Linked DNA regions of Anas platyrhynchos: all the other regions are linked to region 2. The links are chromatin contacts, called in public Hi-C maps. All regions are on one chromosome and are shown on one strand. Each heading gives the region's core, a stretch centred on a gene start, on an enhancer-like site or on the middle of the called end of the contact. The rest is flanking DNA. Distances are from core to core; before and after follow the strand shown.

The links. Hi-C and Micro-C count contacts between places; a contact is called where the count stands out from the background.
Region 1: a contact with region 2 is called in a Hi-C map of skeletal muscle, with 7 times the contacts expected there. The contact joins the enhancer-like site here to the promoter of KDM4C in region 2. A contact is called at or near these places in 4 of 8 Hi-C or Micro-C datasets (liver, skeletal muscle and subcutaneous adipose tissue).
Region 3: a contact with region 2 is called in a Hi-C map of subcutaneous adipose tissue, with 2.8 times the contacts expected there. The contact joins the promoter of UHRF2 here to the promoter of KDM4C in region 2. A contact is called at or near these places in 3 of 8 Hi-C or Micro-C datasets (liver, skeletal muscle and subcutaneous adipose tissue).

Annotation. Positions count from the first base shown.
Region 1 is chrZ:30,601,885-30,605,504 of IASCAAS_PekinDuck_T2T, reverse strand. No RefSeq gene overlaps it. Among named protein-coding and RNA genes, the nearest start is that of UHRF2, 20 kb to the left of the region's middle. Within about 2 kb of position 1,439, at least 1 of the 8 cell types and tissues checked has an H3K27ac peak or open chromatin away from gene starts, as enhancers often do.
Region 2 is chrZ:30,783,518-30,787,165 of IASCAAS_PekinDuck_T2T, reverse strand. It overlaps KDM4C (lysine demethylase 4C), which reads right to left and starts at 1,440. Exons shown (of 20, transcript XM_072030962.1): 1 at 1,293-1,440.
Region 3 is chrZ:30,621,713-30,625,449 of IASCAAS_PekinDuck_T2T, reverse strand. It overlaps UHRF2 (ubiquitin like with PHD and ring finger domains 2), which reads right to left and starts at 1,399. Exons shown (of 16, transcript XM_038169765.2): 1 at 808-1,399. The coding sequence starts at 960.

The DNA of each region.
Region 1 (3,620 bases), core at 190-2,689, 180 kb after region 2:
AGAAATATGTCTAATAATATGAAACACATTAAATGTGCTTGCACATAATCAACTAGCTGTTTTATTATAAACCTTTTCTTTGTTATGTCTCAGCAAGGAAGATTGTGGCAGGGCCTTGAACATACCAGAGGGCTCTAATTCCCATGAGAAGCCTGTAACCATCTCTCTCTGAAGCTCCCCTCTGCAATCTTTTCCTCTCATTGAGTGCTTGGCTGCTTTCATTTAAGGTCAGCTCATTTTCTCAAGCAGAGCAGAAAACTCTTGCTGCTCATTGGAGGGTTATCAGCCATTTCTTCTTCCAAATATCTATATTATTAGTGCCTCAAAATTGCATCTTCGTTTTTTAATTAAAAGTAAATTTATATTCCAGCAAGTTCTTTTGTAGGTCTCACAATCAAGTCAACCTAAATGATTCGATCAAGATCTTTCTGAGTAAAGGACTCGTGATAAAGCTTTGCAGTAAGTTCTTAGCCTCTCTGAAACTGAAAGCTGCATTTGACAGGAGAGATCAGGTTTACTTCAATAGTGTTTGCCTGAATAGATTATAATTAGAACACTGATGAACACTAATGTGATCCGTTGCCTTCTGAAAAGCATTTGTGAATCTTGTGTTAAACTATCCAGTTCTCTGGTGTCTGAATTTTTTATATCTTAACTTCTGCGTTACAGCAAAGGTAGACATTTTACTGGCTTTAAGCTTTTTCTGACAACTATAATCTGTGAAACCTTGTAGTACAATGTTGGCAAGTCCATGTCCATGGTTAAAAGTTATTAAAGTTTAATAAGTTAATTAACTTAATAAAATCTTTATTTAGATTTCTGTCGCGCACATACACATAAGCACTCTATATCATCTCATCCATTAATAATAAGTTACAAAAAGCACTCAGGTTAGAGTAATTTCAAGCTTCCTATCCACAAGTTGTTACATTTCATTTAGGGAAAAACACACAAAAAAAAATTCATTTCAGTTTTGAAAAAATCAGTAAATACTAAAAGGTCAAACTCGATCCTGATTAATACATTTGCAAGGCACTTAGCTTTGTTTTGCAGTTCATATCTAAAGTGTTCACACTCTGGCAGGTATGGAAAATATGTTGGTATCTTACTTTATTCTCATATTTTTTAGTGATGATAATGTGCATGGATGTCAGACATACCACAAAGCTGCCATTACCACAACACTGAAGGGATGTGTATAGGGCTGGGAAACACGATTTAGAGTTCTGGCTATGCCATTTGTAATTACTTGGTTTTGGCAAATCCTTGCTCTGTCTAAATTTCTCTGCTCAAAACGTACACAATCAAAGTTGCATTCACCTTTACTGCATGTAAATATTTTACGTAATTCTGACATTATAAAGCACTTTGGGAAGGCAAAGTGCTATTGCAGGCTATAGCAATGCAAGCTGCATCAATCTTTACAATACCACACCTTCAAACATTTTGCTTATTGATGGTTCTGTGATATGGAATGAGTAGAAAAAGCACAGTGGTTTTCCACCTGGTCTGCATGTTTGAAGTATGATGTGTATCTGTAGTGGGTTAACCTTTGCTGACCAGCAGGTGCCCACCCAGCTGCTCTCTTACTCCTCCTCCTCAACAGGATAGGGGGAGAAAATAAGAAGAAAATATCATAGATCAATGTAGAGACATTTAGGTTGGAAAGACCTCTAAGATCATCAAGGCCAATCACTGACCTAGCACTGCCAAGTCTACCACTACGTGTCCCTAAGCACCGTATCTACATGTCTTTGGAATACCTCCAGGGATGGTGACTCAACTACTTCCCTGGGCAGCCTGTTCCAATGCTTCACAACCCTTTCAGTGAAGACATTTTTCCTAATATCCAACCTAAACCTCTCTTGGTGTAACTTTAGGCCATCTCATATACAGAAATAGAGAAGACTCACATAAGGACAGGCTGATGATTTACCAGCTACTGTCATAGCCAAAACAGACTTGATTTGGGGAGCATAAATAACTTATTTCCAATTAGTAACAAAGTAGAACAGTGAGAAATAAATACAAAACTAAAACCACCTTTCCCCCAACCCTACCTTCTTCAAAGGCCCAACTCTACTCCTGATTTTTTCACCTCCACCTCCCAGTGCAGGGGATGGGCAATGGGCATTGCAGTCAGTCCGTAATGCTTTGTGCTGTTCCTTCATCGTCATGCTCATTCCCCTCCTGCAGCATACAGTCCTTCACAAACTGCTCCACTGTTTTTTGTAAACTCTGGATTCAACAAACATTGAGCAATCATCCCTGTTTGCTATCAGACTTGTTTAAATGATAGCTAATTGATAAGAATAAATACTGTCCAGATGTTGAAATGCTTCTTGACTTTTTGTCAAATGTTCTTTACAGGCATAGCTGGTTGCTACCATGTCAATAATGTGGTTTTGGAAAATAATTCACTGCAAAAACACCTCAGTATGACATGATTAAATATTGAATATACCAATATTGGAATCAGTATTATCTAAGATCTTTGATGGTGACAAGGATGGTGACCGTGGGATTGAGTGCATGCACAGCAAATTTGCAGATGACACCAAGCTGTGTGGTGTGGTTGACACACTGGAGGGAAGGGATGGCATCCAGAGAGATCTGAACAGGCCTGAGAGGTGGGCCTGTGCATATCTCGTGAGGTTCAGAAAGGCCAAGTACAAAGGCCCTGCACCTGGGCTGGGGCAATGCCAAACATGAATACAGGCTGATGAATGGATAGAGAGCAGTCTTGAAGAGAAGGGCTTGATGATACTGGTTGATGAGACGCTCAAAGTGAGGTGGCAGTAACCATGTTATGGGCTGCATCAAAAGCAGCCTGGCCTGCAGGGACAGGGAGGTAATTCTCCCCCTCTACTCTGCTTCTTGTGAGACTCCTGCATTCAGCTCTGGGGCCCCCAGCACAAGAAGGACATAGAAATACTAGAACAAGTTGGAGGAGGTTTCACAAAGATGATAAAGGGATTGGAGAATCTCTGCTATGAAGACAGACTGAGGGAGTTTGAGTTGTTCAGCCTGGAGAAGAGAAGACTCCAGGGAGACCTTAGAGTGGCCTTTTAATACCTAAAAGAGGCCTAAATGAAAGATGAGGAATGTAGTGACAGGACAATGCATACTCATTTTGAAGGGAAAGAGGGTAGATTCAGTTCAGTTATAAGAAATTCTTCACTCAGAAGGTGGTGAGGCACTGGAGCAGGCTGCCCAGAGAAGCTGTGGATGCACTGTCCCTGGAGGTGTTCAAGGCCAGGCTGGATGGGGCTTTGGGCAACCTGGTCTGGTGGGAGGTGTCCCTGCCCATGGCAGGGGGTTTTGGAATTAGATGATCCCTTAAAAAAAACAAAAAACTTCTGTGATTCTATGATTAATCTCTCTACTCATAAGTTTCCAAACTCACAAGAGAGTTTTGAGGCTTGATAGTGATGCTTAGTCATCAGCAAACATTGCCTAGCTATAGCTAAAAAAAAAACAACAAAAAAAAACAACGTATTTTGATAAGCCACTTAGAGAGTTAACATGATATCTTCTACAGAGCTAAAGCCTGTGAACAAAAGGCAATAGATTTAGTTTTTGTCATGTCTGAGCACATACCTGCCATTTCACAAATACAC
Region 2 (3,648 bases), core at 191-2,690:
ACCACAGAAATTCAGAGATCAAATCAAAGCGTTTTTTTTTTGTTTGCTTGTGTTTTTTTTAAGTAGACAATTACCAAATAAAGGTTATTCCCTTACACACATTGGCTCTAATCCTGATTCAGCTGCTATTCAGTCACATCCACTTATCCAGATAAGACATATTGTTTCCTGCATTGGTCCCAAGAAAGGAAATTCCTCTTACAGGCACCCATACCCTCACTTCAGCAAAAGGCAACCATCAAACAACCTGCTAACCATCTAACAACCGAGAAATCAGCACCACCCCGAAGCTGAGGGTAAGATAAGCATGACTGGCAGCAGCTCAGTAGTCGTAGTTCAGTGCAGCCTCACTGCAGGTAGTGAAAAGCAAATCGTGCTGGTGTTTCCCCAGCCTCGTGTTTGGAAGGCACTCCTGAGAGGTGTGGCGGTGCTCCCAGCTGGCTGCTGCACTTCCAGGCAGAATGGGGTAAGGCCCAAGATGCATTTTTACATCCATGCATGATGACCACAGCCAGCAGCACGCCCTCGGTTCATTAAACGTGGAGCACCGCAGGGTGACAAAAGTTATGCTGCACTGGGCTGCTGTTAAGTTTTTTTCTTATGGGAAGCGTTTTAGCTTAAAAAAAAAAACTTCTATTTTAGTAACCACCAGGAAACTTCTGTTGCTGCTGTCACTAGTGTCTCGGAAAGGGGGGGGGGGGGGAAGAGAGGTGTAAAACTACATTTCAACAGCACCGAAAGCACACCCTGCTCGCTCTGGGAGGCAGCGGGAGGATTTTTAAGCCGCAGGGACAGGACTGTCCCCCCGGCTCCGCATAAACAAAGGCACGAGGCCGGCTCCCCGCAGCGAGGCAGGCAGCGCCCCGGGGGCAGCGACTCGCACTTCCCACTCGGGGCTCCGGGTCAGGGGCAGCGGGGAGGGAGGGAAGGAGGAAGGAAAGGAAGGGAAGGAAGGGAGGGAGAGAGAGGGCCGGCCCGGGGGAGCCACGCAGCGCGGTGCCGGGTGGCTGGCGGCGGGCAGGTGGTGCTGAAGCCGAGGCTCGCCCCCCCCGGGCTGTGCTCGCACGCCGCGCGGCTGCCGGGCGCCCCAGCTGCGCGCAGAGATGAATGAACCGCACGCCCCGCGCCCGGCCCTCCCCCTGCCCGCCCCGGCACCCCCAGCCCCGCACCGCCGCCACCGCCACCACCACCTGCCCGGCCCGCTCCGCTCCGCTCCGCCCCGCTCCGCCGCGGCCCGCTCCCAGCCCCCAGCTCCCCCCGAGCCGCGCCCCGGCCCCGCAGCCCCACGGCACCTGCCCGGGGTGGGCGCTGGGACGGGCGCGCCGCGGGTGCCGCTGCCGCCGGCCGGACGCACGGCGCTCCCCCGCCCCCTCCCTCTCCTCCCTGCCCTCCCCTCCCCTCGCTGCGCCCGGCTCCTCCCCTCCCCGCCCGGGACGTCTCGTTCCGTGCGCGGATGACAGCTGCGCACTGCGCATGCGCGCGGCGCCCGCACGCCCCGAGGGGAGGGGAGGGGAAGAGAGGAGGACCGGAGTGGGGAGGGGAGGGGGGGGCGAGCGCGTGACGGAGCACGGCGCTGACGTCACGCGGCCGGCAGCGGTGCTGTGCCCGGGGCCCGGCGGGGTCACGTGGTTCCTACCTCACCCCGCAGCCCCCGCATCTGGATGGGGGGGGCAGAGTGTCCCTCACTATATGATATAAACACCTCTGCGGGAGGACACCGGCCTTCCTCAAAAGTTACGTAGAGCAGTGTCTCACCTGTGTTCCAGCAGCACAGTGCTCTCACAGAATCACTAAGTTTGGACCAGCCGTCCCGTTTCGTCTGGTCCAACCACCACCCCACCACACGCTGAACCATGTCCCTCACTGCCTCAGCCTACCTTCCCTTAAACGCCCCCGAGGGACACTGACTCCACCACCTCCCTGGGCAATCCCTTCCAATGCCCACTCTTTCTGGAGTGAAATGCTCACTCTTTCTGGGGTGCAATTTTTCCCATTTCCAACTATGAAATTAGAAATTTCCAACTCACTGATCACTTTCTTTACTTTAATGGGCTCATCTTAAAGTACCCATGAGTTTGCTGATGTTCTAGGGCATGAGGAATATTTTTTATCATACTGAGGCTTAAGCAATCTTTTCTGCACTTTCTTCCTGCCTTTTCGTGTTTCGGGCTGTGCATTTAGGTTAGTGTTGGCTAGTAACAAAAACACTACTTATGTGACCACAAACACTGAGAAATAAAGGATGAATCTCCTAAATTCCCTTCCTTTTGCTTTAAGTTGTGAGCTCAATATCTGGACAGCACAAGCTTCTGAAATTATACTATAGGCTTCCCTAGCCCTTTGGACTTGGTACAAAGACCTGAATTTCTGGGTCAGCCATATCAAGTATGAGTGTTTGAGTTAATTATGCTACCAAAAAGATGTTCCAGGAAACCAAACCACAAAAGTGGCCTTTCTGCTGTATGATAGTTTACACAGTACATGTCTTCCACCCCGTTTGGCTGATGCTGGAAGCCACTTCTGTTTGAATAGTAATTTTCTACTCAAGGAAGTTACAAGCTTGTCTTCCATGACTTCTCTGTGACCCGTTCTCATGGGGATTTTTTTTTCTTCTTAATGTAATCCAAAATTCCTATATTGTTTGTCTTGGCCTATCATTATGTATTTCCAAGGAGAGCATGGCTCCGCCTTTTCTGTGCTCTCTCTCTAGGCAAAGGTGGACTGCTGTCCACCTGCCAACATCACTCCGAAGCCTTGTCCTCTTCAAGCCCCCTCAGTCTCTCCTCACATGTCATATTCACTAGCCCTGGATGATCTTGCCACCTTCCTCAGCACTTGTTCAAGTATGCCAATGTCTTTCACCTACTGGGAAGCCCAGAGCTGGCACAGCATGGTATTCCACGCAACTAGTTCCGAAAACACCATATTTGTTCCTGAATGTAGGTTACTTCTACACTGTGCCGGAACAATACCAGGAAACCTTTTCAGAATTGTAAACAATGTGTTTGCTTAATATGTCAGTAGCACAACTATCTAAAGACACGGCCGGTTTTGACGCAGAAAGTTCCCTGGAAGAATTCCGCTGCAATACTATCTAAAAGACATGAGATGGCAGCAAACACCAGGAAGTAAAGTAATTCAAGCCCAAAGCAGAGGAGCTGATTTTGCCGTGCTCCTGGAGTGCCGGTTGCTGCCACTACAATGAGCTGTTAATACGAACATGAAAGTTTGCTGTTTGTGTGTAATCCTGGCTGAAACTTTCTGCAGATTGCATGCTATTACACTATTAATTAAATAGTGTGCAATTTAATAGTGTAGTATATGCTGTGTTGGCTACAGAGGGAACATAAAAGTTTTCCTGAAAAATGTGTAATTTGTCAATTTTCTATCCTTGCCATCGTGGCTTCATCTTAAAACCTGTATGTAAGCTTGTATCTCTTGGTGCTCAAGAAAATTTTACCATGTATAAAACTTTGTAGCTGATAAACACAGGTTCATTAGGTATTAGGACCCGAGGGAATGGAGTCAAGCTGCGAAACGAACAATACATGGAATGGAGTCAAGCTAGGACAGTAGACGAGGAAAGGGATTGTCCCGCTCTGTTCTGCACTAGTGTGACCTCGCCTCGAATACTGTGTACACTTCTGG
Region 3 (3,737 bases), core at 150-2,649, 160 kb after region 2:
CGTTACTTTTTGTTCCTACAGCCACACACCGGCCGCAGGGCACCGACCCCAGGGCCAGGAGCCGCTCCGGGCAGCCCTCCCTTAACCACCCCCCCCCCTCCTTCCCCTCCCCTCCCCTCAGCGGGGGCCGCGCCGGCTCCGGCCCGCGCAAAGTAACGGCCGCCGGGCACCCCCCGTCACGGCCGCGCGGCCACGTGACGCGCCCCGCGGGGAGGGGCGCGCAACGGCCGGGCACCGAGAACCGTTAATCCGCCGCGGGGAGGGGCCGGCCGGGCGCTGACGGGACGGCAGCGGTGGGGGCGGCAGGCGGGGAGGGGGGGGTTAAAGGGGGGGGGGGGGGGCCGCCCGCCGCGGGGCCGTGCCCGCGTCCTCCCCGCTCCGTCCCCGTCCCCGCCTGCCCGGCGCTGGGGCCGGCCGCTGGCCCTGCGAGCCCCGCGGTGGCGGCCCGGCCCTGTCAGCGAGGTGCGGCGGGGACGGCGGGCGGGGGAGGAGCCTCCCGCGGCTCAGGTGGGAAAACAAACACACAAAGGGGGGCTCGCCGGCACCCGCCCGGCCTTGGGGGGGGTGGAACAGCACCAAAAATAAATTTTAAAAAATAAAATAAATAAATAAAGCGTTAAAAAATAAAAATAACGGGAGCCACACCAACGCGCCGCGCGCCTCGGGGCGTCCTGTCAGGCCGGGCTCCCGCCCGCAGGCCCGGCGGGACGGGGGGCGAACAAAAGCCGGGGGAGGGCGCGGGGTCCCGGCCCCCGGCCGCACAAAGAGCCCCCGGCCGGCGGGGGGTTGGGGGCGGCTGCGCCTCACCTGCTTGCCCCGGTAGAAGAGGCGCTGCCGGTCGGGGCTGACGCGGAAGGTCTCCTGGATCTTCTCCCGCAGGCACTCGATCTTGGTCAGGCGGCTCAGGTCGTCGATGGTCTGCGTCTCGGTGCCGTCGATGGTGCGCACCTGGATCCACATGGTGCGCTGCGCGCCGGGCGGCGCCGGGGGCTCGCTCGCTCTCTCCCGCGCTCGGCGGCGGAGGCTGAGGAGGCAGCGGCGGCGGGGGCCGGGCGCTCCCCCCGCCCTTTGTTCGGGGCGGCGGGGCTGAGTCCCGCCGGGCTCCCCGCGAGGCTCCCCGCCCGCCGGGCCGCCGCTCGGAGGGGCTCGGAGGGGCGCGGCGAGGCGAGGCGCGGCGACCCCCTCCGCCCCCCGCTGGGCCGCGCCGCGGGGCCCCGGAGGCGAGGCGAGGCGGGGCGGGGCGGGGCGCGGCGGGGCGGGGCGGGGGCAGGCGGGAAGGGGCCGCGGCCCTGCGGCTCTAACGGGCGCCGGCGGGAGCCATCCCGCAGCCCGGGCAGTGTTTACCAGGCGCCGCCGCTCTCACATGGAGGTCACGGCGCCAACGCCGATCTCGCGAGAGCCGCCGGCCGCGGCCGCACGGAGACAACAACACCGGGGCGGGGGCGGGGGCGGGGGCGGGTGGAGGAGGGGGCGTGGCGCCGCGCGCTCCCCTCGCCCCCCCCCTCACCCCTCCCCTTCTCGCGCGCCCCGCCCCCTGCCTGCGTTGTTGGGGGGGGGGGGGGGCCGGGTTGGCGCGCGCCGGGGAAGCGACCGTTAGCGTCGCCATGGCGGCGGGCCCGCCCCTGCCCGCGGGCGGCGTGAGGCGGCTGCGAGCCCGATCCCGATCCCGATCCCGGCGTGTGGCTGAGCCCGCAGCGCAGGGCGAGCCCCCGGGGGTGCCGCGGGGTTAGAGGGGGGGGCGTGCGGCCGGGGCCAGAAGCAGCGAATCGCGGTTTTTTGCCCCAGGGCAGATGTGGGGCGGGCTGGGTGCGCGCTCCGCAGCTGTGCGATCCCACAGCCCGGCGTGAGGGGAGCCCGGATTTGCCACGCTGCTGTGGGTGAGCCCTGGCAGGCAGCGGCACCCCGCAGAGCCGCTCGCTCGCTGCCTGCCAGCTGGGTGGGGCGAGAGTGTGAAAACCCGTGGGTTGAGATAAAGGCGGATTAATAAGGTAACGCAGGAGCCGCACGTGCAAGCAAAGCGAAATTAAGTCGCTGCCTCCCGTTGGCAGGCAGATGTGCAGCCACTTCCAAGAAAACAGGGCTCCGTCTCGGCGGTGCGGTTACTTGGAAGACAAACAACACCGCTCTGAGTGCCGCTGCTCCGTGCTTTCCGCCAGCTTTTATTGCTGAGCGCGGCATCGTGTGGCACGGAACATCCTCTGGGCCAGTTTGGCCCAGCTGTCCTGGCGCTGTCCCCCCCCTCGCTTCCTGTGCACCCCCGGCCTCCTCGCTGAAGGAGGCACGGCGGGAAACAAAGAAGGCCTTGACTCTATGGGAGCGCTGCTTGGCAGCAACTGGAAGGTGGGTACCTACCAACACTGCTACAGTCACAAATCCAAAACACTGCACTATAGGAGCTCCTGTGAAGAAACTTACCACGGCCCAAAACAGTACATGTGCACACTGGTAAAATGGTCCTACAGAAATCAATCTGATACAGAGCTCGGGAGAAACCAGGAAATGGGCTGATGGGTGCCCTTTGGAGGAATTCAGAGCATTGTTACTGCCTAAGTTTAAGGCTTAGGCAACTTGATTAAGATACACGCTTACAAAGTCCAGATGACACCTTTGTAGTTTTGTGGCTTTTTTATACTGTATCTTCTAAATATCACTGACATGGCACTGAGTCAGGAAGAGGAACAGATCACAGCCAACATTTATTAGAACATCTTTAATCAATTAGACTTCTTATTAATAGCAGAAAGCTGTTTGCACAGCACATGCCCACACAGTACGCCACGTGGTGGCTACCCAGCCCCAGCAGCTCACTGCGGAGCAGAGGGGCCTCCCCTGCTTCGGAGGGTCCCTCCCGGGTCCCCTCCTTCAGCAGGTGCCCACACACATGCTGCCCTGCAGCCATCGCCCGCCAACAGCAGCTGCTGCCCTCCAGGCTGTGGCTGTGGTGTGGTTTATGTGACCCACAGTGGGTGCCAGGGGCTGCTGGAGGCTGTGGGCAGGGCCGGCACCTCCGTGGTATCCCGGCTTTAAAATGTGCTCCAAACATGGCTGTCAGTTCCTGGGAGGCTTCCAGAAGTTCCCTCCCAGCTTGTATTTCCTCTCTCACCGTCCTGCTGTTGTCTGGTAACTACTTCTCCATCCGCAACCAGAGCAGCCCATACAGCCCATTCACAGAAACACAGATTTTGTGACATTTTTTATGGTTGCAAAGATTCCTCTTCTGCACATTCAGCTTTGAGAATTCTCACTGCTGTTCTGAACGAGCTTCTTCAGTCTTGAGTATGTGCAAAGGCAGCTGAAACAAAACTTTCTTAATTGTTCTGAAAATCCCTTCCTTTCATTTTTATCCTTGCTAGTGCCTCTCTGTTTCTGTGATAGCATACAATTTTCTTTACTTGTCACCACAATGCCAAATTGCCAAATTGCCCTTTACACAAAACCAGAATTTGGTTTATAGTTTGTGGTTGTAATGCAGGCTCAGACTCAACTGATGAAGGACATGCAATCTTTTTGAATCTTTTGGCCCCAACCTTCTTGAATTCCCTGAAATACTCAATTATTTTTTAACACAGAGGTTAAGAGTGTGTTTTTTGGGGAAAAAAAAAAAAAAGTCTTCAGATTTATCTTAGTTACACACCACCTCTGCAGTAAAAGAGTCTCATTATAAATCCATTTGTAGAAAATGGTCTTTTCTGTTGAGGTAGGCACTGAAATGTGTCTCTCTTGCAACAATCAAAAAA